Linked DNA regions of Anser cygnoides: region 1 is linked to region 2. The links are chromatin contacts, called in public Hi-C maps. All regions are on one chromosome and are shown on one strand. Each heading gives the region's core, a stretch centred on a gene start, on an enhancer-like site or on the middle of the called end of the contact. The rest is flanking DNA. Distances are from core to core; before and after follow the strand shown. Region 1 holds the start of UMPS (uridine monophosphate synthetase). Region 2 overlaps SLC12A8 (solute carrier family 12 member 8).

Region 1 (3,404 bases), core at 139-2,638, 190 kb after region 2:
GACACAAAACAAGAACAGACTACAAAGATTCCTCTTGGAGTCGATATGCAGAAAGTTCTGTTTGGGGGTGAGACATGGCACTGGTCTCAGCACATCAGAAACAGCAGCAACTGTTTCTGTAAGAGAGCGGTAACCCACAATAACGGTGCCAAAGGAAAAAAAAAAGACACCGTGGAAACAAAGAAGCAGCTCGTGAGCTTCCAAACCTACTACAGCAGGATTTGGGATTTGAGCTGCAGACTAATGAGAGACCAGCTGGGAGAGCCTGATGCTATGGGAGGTACGTTTCAAGGAAAAAGGTGTAGCTATTTACATTGAAGTGGTAGAAACAGGGATGCATGTTAGAGAAGAACCTTAAAAATATAGTTATTTCACAAAGCAGCCAACAAGTAAAGACAAATTCATCATGTGAAGGTTTTACCGTAGTCTTTTGCTTCCTTCCTCCGTATAAGCATTGGAACCTGCTTTTCTGAGCAGATAATTGTAGCCAGTGGCAATGCCGTGTAGGGAACGCCACACACACAGTCATACTCGAGACCAGCATCTTTTGCTGTTTGAAACAGAAGATCTGCAACCTGAAAAATACATGTATGTGAGGCGTCAGACTAGACCGATCACTCCTCAACAAGTACGCCACCAAAGGAAGGGAAAGCACAAAAAGCTCTCTTCTTTGTATTATTTGATAGCTGCAAGCTGCCTAACACCTGTAAGCAGTCTCCAGAGGTTTCCCCGCAGCAAAGCATCACTGCTGTGAATGATGCTCAGGGCTCCCCGCACCCTTTTTTTTTCTGGTTACTTACCAGGAATTTCCCCACCTTCAAGCAAGCAGAGCAACAAAGCGATGCCTCAAACGCCCCAGGTGCCAGCACAGGGCAGGACCCCCAGGCCCCTGATAAGGCAGCATCCCCCCTACTCCTTCCTCCTCCTCTTCCTCACAAAACATTAGGGATTGGAAGGGACCTTGAAGGATCATCGAGTCCAATCTCCTCCCTTCTCCTCCTCCTTCCTCTTTCTCCTCCTCTTCCTCCCTCTCCTCCTCTCCTCTTCTCTTCTCCTCCTCCTCTTCTTCCTTCTATTCCTCCTCCTCCTCCTCTTCTTCTTCCTTTATTATTATTATTATTATTACTACTCCTCCTCCTCCTCCTCCTCCTCTCCCTCCTCCTCCTCTCAGCGCACCAGGGGCTCCCCCCCAAGGGGCCAGCACCTGTCGGAGGAGGCCTGGGTGCGAGACGAGACCTCGCAGGTCCACGTAGACGGGCGAGGCGATGCCGCTCTTCAGCACGAAGCTGCCGAAGCGCAGGGCGCCCGCCGCCAGCAGCGCCGCCGCCACGCCGCCCGCCGCCATCTGCCCGCCCTCCCGAGATGGCGGACGCGGCGTCAGGCGAGGCGGCTGCGCATGCGCATGCGCAACGCTGTGTTCCCCCCCCACGGGTCCTTCGGGTCGGGCCCGAACGGTCCGGGTGCGATTGGTTCCTCCCGTTTAAAAAAAATAGAAAAGAAAAAAAAAAAAAAAAGAAAAGGCCGCGTTGGGAAATGAGACGGAGCCGCTTGTTCTCCCAACAACCGAGTTTTAATCCAAAATAGAGAACAGCCCAGAAAACACGTCGCTAGCACAGTCCGTTTATAGGAAGGGTGCACAGTCCAAGCACACAGGGGCATTGCAGCCATGGCGGAGGTGCCGGCCCGCACCAAGAGGCCGACTTTACAAATGGCGAGCGGGCGGTCGTGTGCCCCAGAGCCACACGGCGCTTCGGGCAGGCCAGCGGCGTGCCGAAATTGTTAAGGCTGTGGACGTACTTCGCACCTTGAAAGCGCTGTGTCGCTGGCCGTGCCGCTCCCCCCTAGCTCCGGTTGGTGGTCGCAGCGGTGGACAGGCATTGAGTTTTGCCCTTAGCGAACAAGGCTGACACTTTTTTTTTTTTTAATTATTTTTTGCCCTTTCTGTCGTATTTGCGTTCCAAAAGTCACCAGCAAACAGGTCTCGGTGACAGAGATTGGTAGGAAGAGAAGAGCACCAGGAGGTGGACGTGGTGGTGCCGTATGGCTTGCGCGGAGGCCAGCTCGTCTGTCCCGGCCGCCACAGTCACGGCCAACACGTGGCGGTGACACTCGGCGTGACACGTCCCAGCACTTGATGGCACCGCACAACCAGCCTGGCGGCACGGGGCCAGGCCTCGTGTCCCTGGAAAGCACCATTTTTTGATGGCGTGAGGACAACCAAGCAGGGAAATAGATCCAGGCCCTGTGTTAGGGGGGGATCTGCTGCTGCATGGAAAGGAACAGGAACAAAAACAGCTTGTTAGTCCCTGTGCACGTTAATTATCTGTCAGACTTGTATATACAGGCTAGCCTTGACATTTCTCTCTGGAGTTTACATTATCCCGGGTCACCTGACGTAGCCCTCTCATTGCAAGGGTATTAAAATACGGTTGTATATAGCCAAGTCATACTGTGCTGTTCTGCGTTCAGCCTTCGTCTGTGGCATTTGTAACAAGGGCCTGATGGCATCTTCAGAAATGCTGGGCACCAAAACCTGGGAAGGTCAGCTGAGGGCACAGGCTTTCTCTCAGCATTATCGTAGGTTAAAAGTAAAAATGATTTTAAAGGTAAATGTTAATGAAAAAAGAATAAAGCCATTTAAAATAAAAAGGCGATGAGACTAAGCAAGACTTGTTGGTACAATTAGGACAAGAGAAGTGTTGCAAATGCAGACTCTGGATTGCTTTAGGGTTTTCAAGCCTAAGACCCCTGGCGCTGTGTGTGTATCAACCTGGCCCACCCTGCCCGCAGGACTTGCTGCTCGGTAGCTCACCCAAGACATGAATTTGGATTCCAGTGGCAGTGCAGGAGCCTGCAGGCAGTGGCTGCCTGCCTGGAGGGCTGCTCTGCACCAAGCTTGTGCAGCCAAAGCGCTGGAATTGCTGCTGGTTGTACTGGCCGGGGTGGCTACCAGCATTGCACATGATGCTGCCCTCTGGGAAGGCCCTGAGCTTCCCAAGGGGCCAGCAGCTCCTTGCGGAGGGTGACAAAGGCTGAAAAAGGCCTTGGGAGAGCAATATTTGAATGCTTCCTCTTTATTTATTAGATGGCAGCGTTTCATGTCAACCTGACATGAATGACGATTCAGGCAAAAAATATAATGTTTGAGATAAAATGCAAGGTTTATAATCAGACACATCTGGAAGTACCAATGGGTTTGAGTTTTCCCGAATGTGCTGTAAGAAAAGCAGTGCCCAGGAAGAGGAGCTATCTAACATGAACATGGGAAAAGCAGGACCATAAAGGAAAGCAACCCCATAACACTCAAAATCTTCAGAGCTCAGCAGCTCCAGCTCTCCCTTCAAGAGGAATCGCTTTTTTGAATATGAGCACCATGTATCCTCTTTCAGCCTTTTTTTTTTCTG
Region 2 (2,977 bases), core at 136-2,635:
CGCCACCCGTGCAGTGGGCCCGCAGCAGTCCTCCTGCCGCTACGCCGGGAGCATTTCCCCTCGCTCGCAGCTCCAAGTGCTCAGCGAGCACTGAAGAAGCGTGCCTCTGCCAAGCAGTGATTATTTGGATTGCAGTAATCTGCAGGAATGCCTGTCCATGCTGAAGGCCTGAAGCCTGTGTGTGGTTGCGCTGGATGGGGGCCCCTCGCTCGTCTCCCCCGTTGCCCAAACTCACACCCAGGCAGGCGCACACAACATGGGATGCGGGCCAAGCACTCACTCCCTTCCTGTGGTTTGCCTTTATTTTTAGTCAGAGGACAGGCAGTATTTACACAAAAGGGGCTTCTCAGCAGGGCTTCCCGCTGCTATTTCTCCTTTCTCTCTCTCTCTCTCGCTCTCGCTGTGGCTTGTCCTGCAGCCAGGCCCGGGCAGTGCCGGTCCCTTCTCCAGATGCTGCCGTCCCATGAGGAGACTGCAGGGCTTGGCCTCCGAGGGGAGCCAGGAACCTCGAAAAGCTGCAGTGGCACCACATGGGGGAGAAGCTGTAAAGAGCGAGGGCAGGAAAAACGAGTGTTTGTGTATTTAAGACACAAGGGGGAAAACAAATGAAAAGGAAGAAGAAAGGCGAGGACCGCTGTCATTCCTAAGCAAAACTGCCTGCCTTACCTGAGCACTATGACCCTATGTGTCCCTGCTCCTGGCCCCAAAGACTTTGGCTCCTCTCTGCATGCTGGTGTGGTCCCAAGCCCTGGAGACTCCTTTGGGTGCCGTACCCCAGGCAGGGACTGTAGCCTGAAGCACCATGGAACGTGATGCTGGATGTGTGAACATGATGCTCAGCCAGGGTGTGCGGGGTGCTGCAGGTCAGGCTGCAGGCAGAGCGGGGTTGGACTGTCTGGTTTTGGAGTTAATTCTAAATCCCCACCTTGGACCCAGCCAGTGCTTCCCCCAGTGATGGGCCATAGTCCCACGCTGGGATCTCTGCGAGGGTCAGTGTTGAGGAGAGGGGCTCTCGTGCTAGCTAAAAACCAGGCTCTGAGCTGTCTCCAGCCTTTTACCTTAAAACTCAGTCTTACCTCCAGAAACGGAGACCCCCGTGTTACCTTCCTGCCTTGCTTTCTTGACAAACCTAATGCAGGTGAATTAAGATCAGCGCTCAGCTTCTTGGCCCGCAGCTGGGACCTTGTGCTTGCTACACTGCTGAGTAACAGGTCCCAGGCAGAGCAGCAGTGCTGGGGTTTCTTGGCCTGTTTGCATTTTACTTCTGTAAGTGCACACCTCGGAATCAGCCCGAGTCACTTCAGGGGAAGCCGCGAGCATAAAAGAGGACACCATCCGTGAGCAGCTCCTCAGAACAGCATGCGAAGCTTTTTGGCCACTTCACGTACTGAACATTAGAGTCATGGAAAAAGAAGATAAGAATGCTGTTAATGCCCACACTTTTATTTTCCTAGCATATCTCTGCTAATTTTTGTGTAGGGTGACTCCCAAATACTCCCTTCAATTAGGCGCCTGCTTTCCTGTTTTGGCAATTGCTCGCAGGTACCCTGCTAAAGCAAAGCGGCCGTGGGATTAAACTGGGAGGGGTGGGGTTATTTTTGGGGAGATCTGGTGTTAATTTGGTCCTGCTTTGTTTTGTTGGTGAGATGAAAGGAGTTGCAATACAAGCAAAAGTGCCCCAGCTACAGCTTCTTAAATGCCTGGAATGTTCCTGGGGAAGAAAAAAATAAGGATTTTGTTGTGGCAGGGAGTTAAATAATGGGAGGGCGGGGGTCTGGCTGAGAGACTGAGGCCTGGGCACTGCTTGGGCTGGGACCCCCATCCTGCAGCTCACCCAGGGTGAGCACGGAGCCGTCCAAGTGGGGCTGAGCCCCTCTCCTGGCAGGAATCCGGGCGGTTCATCTCCCAGGCATGTGGGGAGGCTTCGAAGCCTACCGAGGCCCTTAGCGCAGCCCCTGCCTGCATCCAGCCCGCTGCAGCCCCTAGGCTGTTGCTGCTGGAGTGCTTCTGGTTGGGATCATTCTCCGCACAAACCACATCCTCCGTGTCACCCGCTTCTGTTTTAGCTTTCTGACGCTGTTCTCACAGAGCCTAGGAAAGAAACGTTTATCCTCACGTCTTCCTCCGACGGCGAGTCCTGTGAAGGATTTCTCCCCTTGGGTGTCCCGTGGCTGCCTGGGAGAGCTGGTGCTCTCCTGTGGGTGCTGCTGGGGAGGAGCCGTGGGGAGGGGACTTGGGGGGACATGTGCATGGGGCTGCCCCAACAGAAAGGGGACCTGCAGTTGTTAAGGTGGTGTGTACGTATAAACGCTCCGGAGCTCTAAAGATCCTTAAAATGATGCCTCAGGGGTTTTGGTGGATTGAATTAATGAAATGCACATAATTCACATATTCTACTTAATGTGAAAACGATCAAAGCGTCCTAATCAGAGGCCTCTGCTTGGCCTGGGCCGTTCTATTGTATTTTTGGGCACGAGGGGTGTGCCCCAGTTCTCTAAGAGAGGGTGCAGGAAGGATGTGTGTGTCAGAAGATGATCTGCAGTTAATCCCAGAGGCTTTATCCAGGCTGATTGCTGACTTCCTGGCTTGAAACACATCTGGAAACTGGCATCGAATTCCAAGTAGAAATCAGTGAGCGAGCGGCAGCAGAAAATCCCACTTTGCTACTGAACAAGGTAGACCTGGTGGTGAATAAAAGCAGGAGGCTGCTAATGCGATCTTTATTTATTAAAAAACATGCAATCGCTTTCCCCAGGTTTTTCCAATTATAGCACATTGAATTGGCGTGACATCACCTTTGAGCCGGGGCCAGCCTATTCAACAGTCTGGCGAAGAAATTTATTAACTGGTTACCTGCCAATTGTCTGGGCTAGGAGCTGCAGCGCAGATGTGTTTTGAAAAGTGATAACATTGTTAGGGGCCTTGTTTAGATACAGACAGGAAAGCTACACCAGTCTCTCTGAAGTAGGTATTTTAA

The links. A called contact is a pair of places that touch in the nucleus more often than the background predicts.
Region 1: a Hi-C map of granulosa cells shows a contact between it and region 2, with 2.5 times the contacts expected there. The contact joins the promoter of UMPS here to the enhancer-like site in region 2. A contact is called at or near these places in 3 of 7 Hi-C or Micro-C datasets (granulosa cells and liver).

Annotation. Positions count from the first base shown.
Region 1 is chr6:25,954,989-25,958,392 of Taihu_goose_T2T_genome, forward strand. UMPS (uridine monophosphate synthetase) reads right to left here and starts at 1,389. Exons shown (of 6, transcript XM_048072261.2): 1 at 1,205-1,389; 2 at 422-575. The coding sequence starts at 1,345. It overlaps KALRN (kalirin RhoGEF kinase), which reads right to left. Exons shown (of 62, transcript XM_048072237.2): 62 at 1,513-3,404.
Region 2 is chr6:25,763,311-25,766,287 of Taihu_goose_T2T_genome, forward strand. The region is part of intron 5 of SLC12A8 (solute carrier family 12 member 8); the gene reads left to right. Among named protein-coding and RNA genes, the nearest start is that of SLC12A8, 21 kb to the left of the region's middle. Within about 2 kb of position 1,386, at least 1 of the 3 cell types and tissues checked has open chromatin away from gene starts, as enhancers often do.